Regions from separate parts of the Mus musculus genome. Here region 2 is linked to region 1. The links are chromatin contacts, called in public ChIA-PET maps. All regions are on one chromosome and are shown on one strand. The core of a region is the stretch at or near the end of the contact, and the rest is flanking DNA. Distances in the headings are between cores, read along the strand shown. Region 1 has its middle 38 kb from the start of Gm51657. Region 2 holds the start of Slc25a36 (solute carrier family 25, member 36).

Region 1 (4,216 bases), core at 1,439-3,938:
AGATATGACCTTCCTTTATGAGTGTTTATGTGCACGATCCATACATATGTGTGTGGATTTGTGTGGTGTGTGTATGTGTGCATTTATGCCCATGCGTGTGATTATACACATGCCACAGCACATGTGCGGAGTTCAGAGGACATCTTGGGTGTTGGTCCTTGGCTTCTGCCTTGAGACAGCCTCTTTGTTATTCATAGCTGGATATGTCAGGCTAACTGGCTCAAAAGCTTTCACACGGGATGCTGTCCTCATATCCCATCTCAAGCAGAGGGTTGGGATTACAGACACAGTCACTGTCGCACCCAGCTCTGTGTGGGTTCTGGGGATTCAAACTCAACCATCACACTTGGGCAGGAAATGCTGTGCTTACTGAGTCAATTCCCCGTCTCCAGAATGACTTTCTAAAGTGTAATTCTCTTTATATAATAATTTTGAGGTTCATCAATGTTGCTGTGTGTTCATTCATTTTTATTGCTGAGTAGAAACCCATTGTATGGAATTTATATTTTATGTATTCATTAACTGATTAGCTTTTGGGTTATTTCCATTTGAGACAAATTTAAATTAAAACTTCTATATCTGTAACATCTTTCTATGAGCTTTTTTTTTCTCCCCACTTCCCTTGGGAAAATATCTGGAAGTTTGTATTAGTCAGTATTCTCTCTGAACAGAATTGGCCAAATGAATATGTCATATGAAAGAGACTTTATTAGACTGGCTTACACAATGGGGGCTTGAGAGTTCCAACAATGGTTGTCTTCACACTGGAGATGCTGGGAACCCACTCATGAGGCTTCATGCCCCCTGCCCCAAGCTGGCAGTGGTGGTCTGGAATGTCCCAGTGGTCTTCACTCCATGTTGGAAGCAGAAGAGATGGGTTCTGATGTCAGTGAAGTATGGCAGCAGCAGACGCAGCAGCAGCAGACGCAGCAGAGCAGATGAGGGTACCAGCAAGGAGTGAAAGCAGGCTGGCAAAGCAAGCCTGCTTCCTCCTTAGCTCTTGTTACAGCTACTCCATGGCTGGACACTGACACCCACCCTGGCTGAGGAGGCCTCAACTCTCTTGGCTAATCCTTTCTGGAAAGGCCCCCACAGATCTACTCAGAGGACATATCTTTCTCCCAACTCCACATCTAGTCAAGTTGACAATTAGGAGTAATGATCTCAAAGTTAGATAACTGGATTGTATATTTCTACAGCTCAAGAATTTCAATTGTTCCACATCCTCCCAACACTGACAGGCCCTTGTAAGCATTCAGATTTTTCCTTCCACACATCAGTTTAATGTACAATTCCCAGGGACTGAAAACTAAAGTCCCTGTCACTGGGTTGATGAGGGTTCTCCTGTTGATGTAAAGACAGGAGTGAACTGACCCCCACAAAATCGTCCGTTGACTTCCACATTCACAGCACAGCATGTGTGCATGCACAAAAAAATAAGCAATGAAGAGGTTAACTATTAGGGCTTATTATGGCTTTATGATTTCAGAGGTTTTAGCCCATCATAGTGAGCAGTGTAGAGACAGCAGAGATGCTCTCATCATGACAGTCGAGGAAGGGGAGGAGGAGGGCAATGGGAAGGAGGGGGAGGAGGAGGAACCCTGAGAGATGACTACCACAGTAGCACTCTGGGTTGTAAGGCCTTGCTCATCTCAAACTGAAGGTCTTTTTTTTCCCCTCTGCACAATTTGGGACCCTGGTTGTTTCTGCTCATCTTTTGTGTTTAGGTTTATAGACAATTTCAGTTTAACTTTTGTCTGTGATACAAGAGTGAAGGTTCGTTTCTTCCCTGTATGGATATTCAACAAATCTAAGCAACATTTACTGAGAACATCTTTCCCTGACCGAACTGCAGTGGCACAAGCCTAGGTCTGCTTTTGGCCTCTGTTCTCGTCTCTGGTCTGTTAATTTTTGCTTAAACCAATATTGAACTATCTCAATTATCATGTCTTTATTAGCTCACAGTGTCTGGTAATGTGGGCCTTTATTTTGCTCTTCTTTTCTAAGATGGCCAGAGCTCTTTGAGGTCTTTTGCATTTCCAAATGAACTGATAATCAATTTTCACAGCAAAACATTTCCTGCATTAACATTATTTTTCCATTTTTATGAATGAATAGTATACATTTACACACACACACACACACACACACACACACACACACACACACTCATCCATGGATGAATACATCGGCTGATTTCATTAGGTGACCTTGTGAACAGTTCTGCAACAAGCAAGGACGTGGCTGATGACATCCGGCTTGACAGCCGTCGCTATTGTTTCTTGAGCGATGGGGGTTGTATTCAGGAAGTCGTTATTTCTGCCCAAGTCCTGAAGGGTTTCCTCTATGTTTTCCTGTCCGTTAGTTTCACGTCTTTCATTGAGGTCTTTGATCCTTTCAGAGTTGTCTTTGTTTGTTTGTTTTCACAGGTCCAGAGGAGTCTAGGGTTGACCTTTATAACCCTCTCATGCATCTCTCTTACCGTACCGCTCTAATCCAAACAGCTACCATGAAAGGCAATAATCTTTGTCCCACTTCTGATTTTCAGAGAAATTGTTTCAGTTTTTCCCCAATTTAGTCTGATGTTAGCTGTGGGTTCGTTGCATACAGCTTTTCCTGTGTTGATGTATGAGCCTCCTACAGTCATGTGATCTTTGTCTTTGATGCTGTTTGAGTGCCACGTTAGGTTTGCTGATTGGTGAATCTTGATCATCCTTGGATCTCTGGAGTGAAACCAAGGTGAGCACGTGGTGTATGATCTTTGTAATGGGCTGGTAGATTCAGCTTGCAGGAAGTTTATTAAAAATCATCACCTCTGCGCTTATCAAGGAAATTGTTCTTGTGTGTGTGTGTGTGTGTGTGTGTGTGTATGTGTGTGTGTGTGTGTGTGTGTGTGTATGTGTGTGTGTGTATGTGTGTGTGTGTGTGTGTGTGTGTGTATGTGTGTGTGTGTGTATGTGTGTGTGTATGTGTGTGTGTGTATGTGTGTGTGTGTGTGTGTATGTGTGTGTGTGTGTATGTGTGTGTGTGTGTGTGTGTATGTGTGTGTGTGTGTGTGTATGTGTGTGTGTGTGTGTATGTGTGTGTGTGTGTGTGTGTGTGTGTGTATGTATGTATGCAATAACCAGAACAGGTTGTCAGATCCTCCAGAGTTCCAATTGTAAGCTGCCTGATGTGATTGCTGGAAACCAAACTCAGGTCTTGTGCAAGAAGAACATGAGCTGCTAACTGCTGACTCTTCTCTCCAACTCCCCCCCCCCCCCCAGAACTAGGGTTAGAGACATCTGTGGGGACAGTCGACTTGTCACATAGGTGCTGGGTTCTTAACTCCAGTCCCTCCAGTCCTCATGATTTGGAACAAGTGTTCTTCACCACCGAGCCATCATCTCTCTAGCCCAACACCCATGTTTGTTAATTGATGTTTTGCCTGGATGGTGTTGAGATATTGAAGTCTTTCCAAGTTTGATTTCAATTGTTATAATAAACACTATGACCAAAACTATGATCTGGGGGTGAAAAGGGTTTATTTCATCTGACACTTGGAGGTAGCAACTCATCCCTGACGGAATTGAGGGCAGGAATGCAAGGCAGGAGCCAAAGTCGAAGACGCGGAGGAATGATGCCTACTGACTTGCTTTCCATGATGTTCACAGCCTGACTTAACACAACTCAGGACCACCTGCCCCGGAATGAGACTCCACACAGAAAGCTGGACATTAATCAAAAAAATGCCCCAAAGACTTGCCTGGGAGCCACTTTGATGGAGGTTTCTTCTTAACTAATATGTCTTCCTTCCAAGTGCACACAAAACTGACAAAAGCTAAGCAGCACGAAGTCCCTCGCTCCTATTGAACTTGGGCTTGTTGTTTATCTACCTTCTCTGATTTGAAATGTTTCCTTCTGGAGAGAAGAGGACGGCCCAGTAAGATTCAGGAAGTTAATAAAACTTAAAAGCCTCAAGAAGCTAATGGAACGTACAAAGAGAGTCCCGAGAGTCCCACGGCCCCTTTGCAAGGTCATAAAAGCAGTAAACAATTGCTGGGGGCAGAGGGAACACTCCATTGGTGAGCTAAGCACAGCTCTTTCAGGGAGTTCTGTGGATGCAGCTTTCCCGAGTTGTTGCTCACATGGGGAGGGATTGTCAATGATAAAATTGCCTTTAAGTCCCCAATATTCTTGTTCGTAACCCCTCGCCTTGACCTTCAAAATACCAAAA
Region 2 (4,240 bases), core at 1,106-3,605, 170 kb after region 1:
ACATGTTCAATTAAGAACATTACCAACATCACCTGAACTCTATCTATCTATGTTCAGTACATACAACACTGCCAGAACATTACACAAAACAGAATTCATGTACTGTGTAACTGTCAAGACGTCTACAATAACTTAGTCCTCATTTTACAGGCATGAAAGTGTTTGAACTTAGGGTATTTGTCTTGACATCTGTATGTTTTCTGTATTTTGATTAAATGCCCTTTGCTATCACCTAACACTGCTTCTACAGAGTATATGTACATATGGAACCACTATGTACGAATATGAGATGCAATGGGAAGGAGGGGAAGTCACAACACACGTACTTTGCCCCATTTAACATTCTACTACTGTGTGCGTACTAGACTTCTTGAGAAGTGGAAGAAATGAACTGATATTTTTGAATCCCGTACATAATAATTCTCCATTCCAGCTCTCAACTGAAACAAAAAGCCTACATAGAATGGCCTAACTTCACAAGTGTTTATAAACACAGTGATGTCCTAGTACAACTGGAAAAATCCACATTCAGACTAACATTTATATCCTACACATGCATGTGCTTTAACAAAACTTACACACACACATATGCCTGGACAAAGAATAACAAAGGAGCCACGCAAGGGCTCTAGAAGAGACCATTGTCAACTCTGCTCTACAGGAGAAGTGATTAAAGACTTCTATTTCTTAACTCAAAACAAATTAAAATACCAACCTGAACTACATCTATGGTCTTCTAACTTTCAGAAGATCTAACTACAAGTAGAAATCCAACTACAAGATGCTATCCTTACTTTCTCCTACTCCGCCCCCCCCCCCAACACACACACTCGGAGAAAGAGGGGGGAGGAGAGAGGGAAAGAGAGATTAATAAAATGTTCTAAGGGACCAGGCAGTGGTGGCACACACCTTTAATCCCAGCACTTTGGAGGCAGAGACAGGCGGATTTCTGAGTTCGAGGCCAGCCTGGTCTACAGAGTCAGTTCCTGGACAGCCAGGGCTACACAGAGAAACCCTGTCTCGAAAAACAAAAACAAAACAACAGAAAAAAAAATGTTCTAAGGGCCCGAGGATGGAGCCCAGTGGCAGAGAACTTGACTAGCAGGTGCCAAGTACAGGTACTGCAGAAATTAAATTAGCCCTTTACTGGCAGGAAGCATTTTAGAAACACAAAAGGCAAACTGCTCCTCATAAAATTAGTAGTTGCTTTAATGGCAGAATAGTGGACCGTTCAAAATTGGTGAATCATAAATGTTGAATGAAATGTGTGACAACAATGTAAAGTACTGTCATATTGGCAACAGAATCTCCACACATTAACTCAAAGCAAACAACCATGCAAAGAATGCATACATATATGTATGTATCCCTTAAAGTGGCTGATCCAAGAATCAAACCACCAAACTTTAAAATACTACTTTATTCTGTTATATAGGTTAAAAAGTTAATTCACCATAGCGATTTTTTGTGACAACTTTATAGTCTTGCAGGTAAAAGTCTTAACGTTGCTCTATTATTTCTCTAAATAACTGGGAAGGAACATATCGAATGGAGGAACAAACTTGGCTCAGCAAAATGGCTGTAGCTGGGGGATCAGCAAACCAGACTTCGGGCTCCACACTAATCCTGTACACATATATAATGATTTCATTTAGTAGTCGCCTTCTCTCAAACCATCCATACCCCTTCTCCAAAGCAGGCAGTGCTGAAGGGTCGGGGGGGGGGGGGAGGGGGTTGCCTTCCCATCTCAAGAAAAGAAAAGAAAAGAAAAGAAAAGAAAAGAAAAGAAAAGAAAAGAAAAGAAAGAGAGATTGATTGATTTCAAAGTCACTGCCACTTTTGCACCATCTCCCGCAAACCGGGGCAGGCAAGGGAGAGAAAATTTTCCGAAGCTGGAAATAACCTCTGCGCACCGCGGGCGAGCACTGCAACGCCTTCCCCGCCGGCTACGACGCCGGCCAGCAGCAAAGGCGCAGCGGCGGCCGGAAACAAGGTCGCCCGCGAACGTGGGCAACGTGAGGCCCAGTCGTGCGGGACGGGGAGGCCGAGCCTGCTCCCATTTTGTCGCCATGGCCGAGCCTCCTCCGCGAGGTCCGGGTCCGTGTGCCTCCGCTGTCGCGCAGTACCGGACGAGCTAGGCCGCGACTCACGCCCTGCCCCCGCCCAGGCTCGGCGTGGCCTTCGCAGGCCCGTGGCCTCCAGCCCGCGCGCCCCAGCGACCTTACCCCCCGGCAAACAGATGCACCAGCGTGTCCCTCTGGCTCATTCTCTCTTCTGCATGTCCTCCGGGAGTAGAGGCGGGACGCGGACCCAGCAGGCCGCCACGGCCAGCGGCGAGGGCCAAGAAGGGGGACGCAAGGGAGTGGGCGGAGCCGCCGCTGCGGAAGGCCACCCGCGAACCCACCCCACGGGGTTCCTGCTCCAGCGAGCTCCGTCGGACTGCGCAGTGAGAGTCGTGAGGAGTCGGAGGTCCCTACATAAACAGAAGCTCCTATTGGCTTAGGCCGCGTGACGTCACGAGGTTCGCACGCCTCTTTCACGTGATCGCCCAGGGGGCTCTTCAATGAAGGGCCGTGGGGCAGGACGGGAATGCTTGCTGGTGCGTAGTGGGTCGGCTCGCACTCTCATCCGATGCGCTGATCAGCAGGTCGCTCAGCCCTCGCCACTTAACCTGCGCTGGCCGGCTCTTGACGATCTAGGATAAAACCCTAGCGGCCCAGGGCCACAGCAAGTTTTTGGGTTTAGAACTGAGCCTTTCTGTTTCCCCGTGTTTGCCTTGGAAATCACTTGTGCGAATATACTCGCTTGCACTCTCACAAACAGCACGGCATTAAACATGATCATTAAACATAAGCGTTAAATTGGGATCTGTTGTGGAGTGGCGAGATAAATCGGGTTTTTTTGGTTTTTTTTTTTTGTTTGTTTTTTGTTTTTTGGTCAGGAAAGAGATGCAAAATCTCACTTTGAGACCAACCCTGGCTGCTCTCTGGGGCTTGCCCTCCAACTCAGAGACCTGTGCAAGCCTTAGACTCCCAAGTGAAGGGATTAAAGGCGGTCCACACTCTGTGGAACATTCCTGAGATGGAATGCTGACGGAGAATTCCTGACAGGTCTAAGGTAGAGTCACATGAGGGAAAAGTGTTCAATAAAAGGCAAGTAGATTAAAATGTGAAGGTTTACTACAGGAATAAACCAGCTACTTATTTTACTAATCAACACATTTCTTACATGTATATGTTGGACTAGGGAAAGTTTTCTTTCTCTAGAAAATGGCCATTATTTCAATTTTTTGTTAACTGCTTATTTGCAAGGTACAGATGAATCGTCAAAATAAAATAAATAGATATCAATATGCTAATCACACAGAAGGAACAGAAATATATCTCATTATTTCTTTCTCTTCATCCCCCTCCCCCATAAAACTGCCCTTCCATTTGCAGGGGCCCCATCACCCTTTCCAGCCCACATGAAATTTTCCAGAGCCACTTACGGGCACAACTTGACAAAATTCTAACTGCTTTAGCTCTCTCCGTGTTGTCCGGCAACTAAATTCCTACAAAACGTACAGACTGCAAATGTCCATGCCACTGTAAAGGACTGAGTGTGTAAATTACTTAAAGCATTTCAGCAGTGCAGAGTGTTCCTTATCTGATTATTATTGTTGGGGGAGGGGCACTGCAACCAAAGTCCTTGGCCCAGGGCTTACCCAACTCACCCCCAGTACAGCCTGACTTCTGAGCTTTACTGTTGAAATGAGAACAGTCTATTAGAGCGGGAAAGGATGACAAAGGGGCAAAACTGGAAGAGCGGACACAAAGAGTGACGACAACCCTAGCCAAATGACAAAGATTTCCGCAAGACATCCAACGGGTATTTTCTTTATATGGCAGTTGTGTTGAGACACAACTCCCAGGACACATGTCTCTTTAAAATGTGTGGTTTAGCCGGGCAGTGGTAGCGCACAACTTTAATCCCAGCACTTGAGAGGCAGTGGCAGGTGGATTTCTGAGTTCGAGGCCAACCTGGTCTACAGAGGTAGACAGAAGGACAGCCAGGGCTACACAGAGAAACCCTGTCCCGAAAAAGTATATATATATATATATATATATATATATATATATATATATATATATATATATATATATATATATATATATATATATATATATGTGTGTGTGTGTGTGTGTGTGTGTGTGTGGTTTGGTGGGTTTTAGTATATTTTCCTGGTTGTGTAGCCCTC

Evidence for each region. ChIA-PET counts read pairs in DNA pulled down with a chosen protein or histone mark.
Region 2: an RNA polymerase II ChIA-PET map of memory CD8 T cells shows a contact between it and region 1, with 66 read pairs. The contact joins the promoter of Slc25a36 here to the enhancer-like site in region 1. A contact is called at or near these places in 9 of 39 promoter capture datasets (the C10 cell line, the HPC-7 cell line, cranial neural crest and 5 more), 1 of 484 Hi-C or Micro-C datasets (CD4 T cells), 15 of 115 datasets of contacts at active chromatin or transcription factors (the SCID.adh cell line, bone marrow-derived macrophages, craniofacial prominence and 9 more) and 1 of 9 other capture datasets (liver).

The regions. Positions count from the first base shown.
Region 1 is chr9:96,933,438-96,937,653 of GRCm38.p6, forward strand. No RefSeq gene overlaps it. Among named protein-coding and RNA genes, the nearest start is that of Gm51657, 38 kb to the left of the region's middle. Within about 2 kb of position 2,689, at least 70 of the 459 cell types and tissues checked have an H3K27ac peak or open chromatin away from gene starts, as enhancers often do. A contact at or near this core is called in the HPC-7 cell line, the SCID.adh cell line, bone marrow-derived macrophages and 2 more, where this site is marked.
Region 2 is chr9:97,108,686-97,112,925 of GRCm38.p6, forward strand. Slc25a36 (solute carrier family 25, member 36) reads right to left here and starts at 2,356. Exons shown (of 7, transcript NM_138756.4): 1 at 2,226-2,356. The coding sequence starts at 2,266.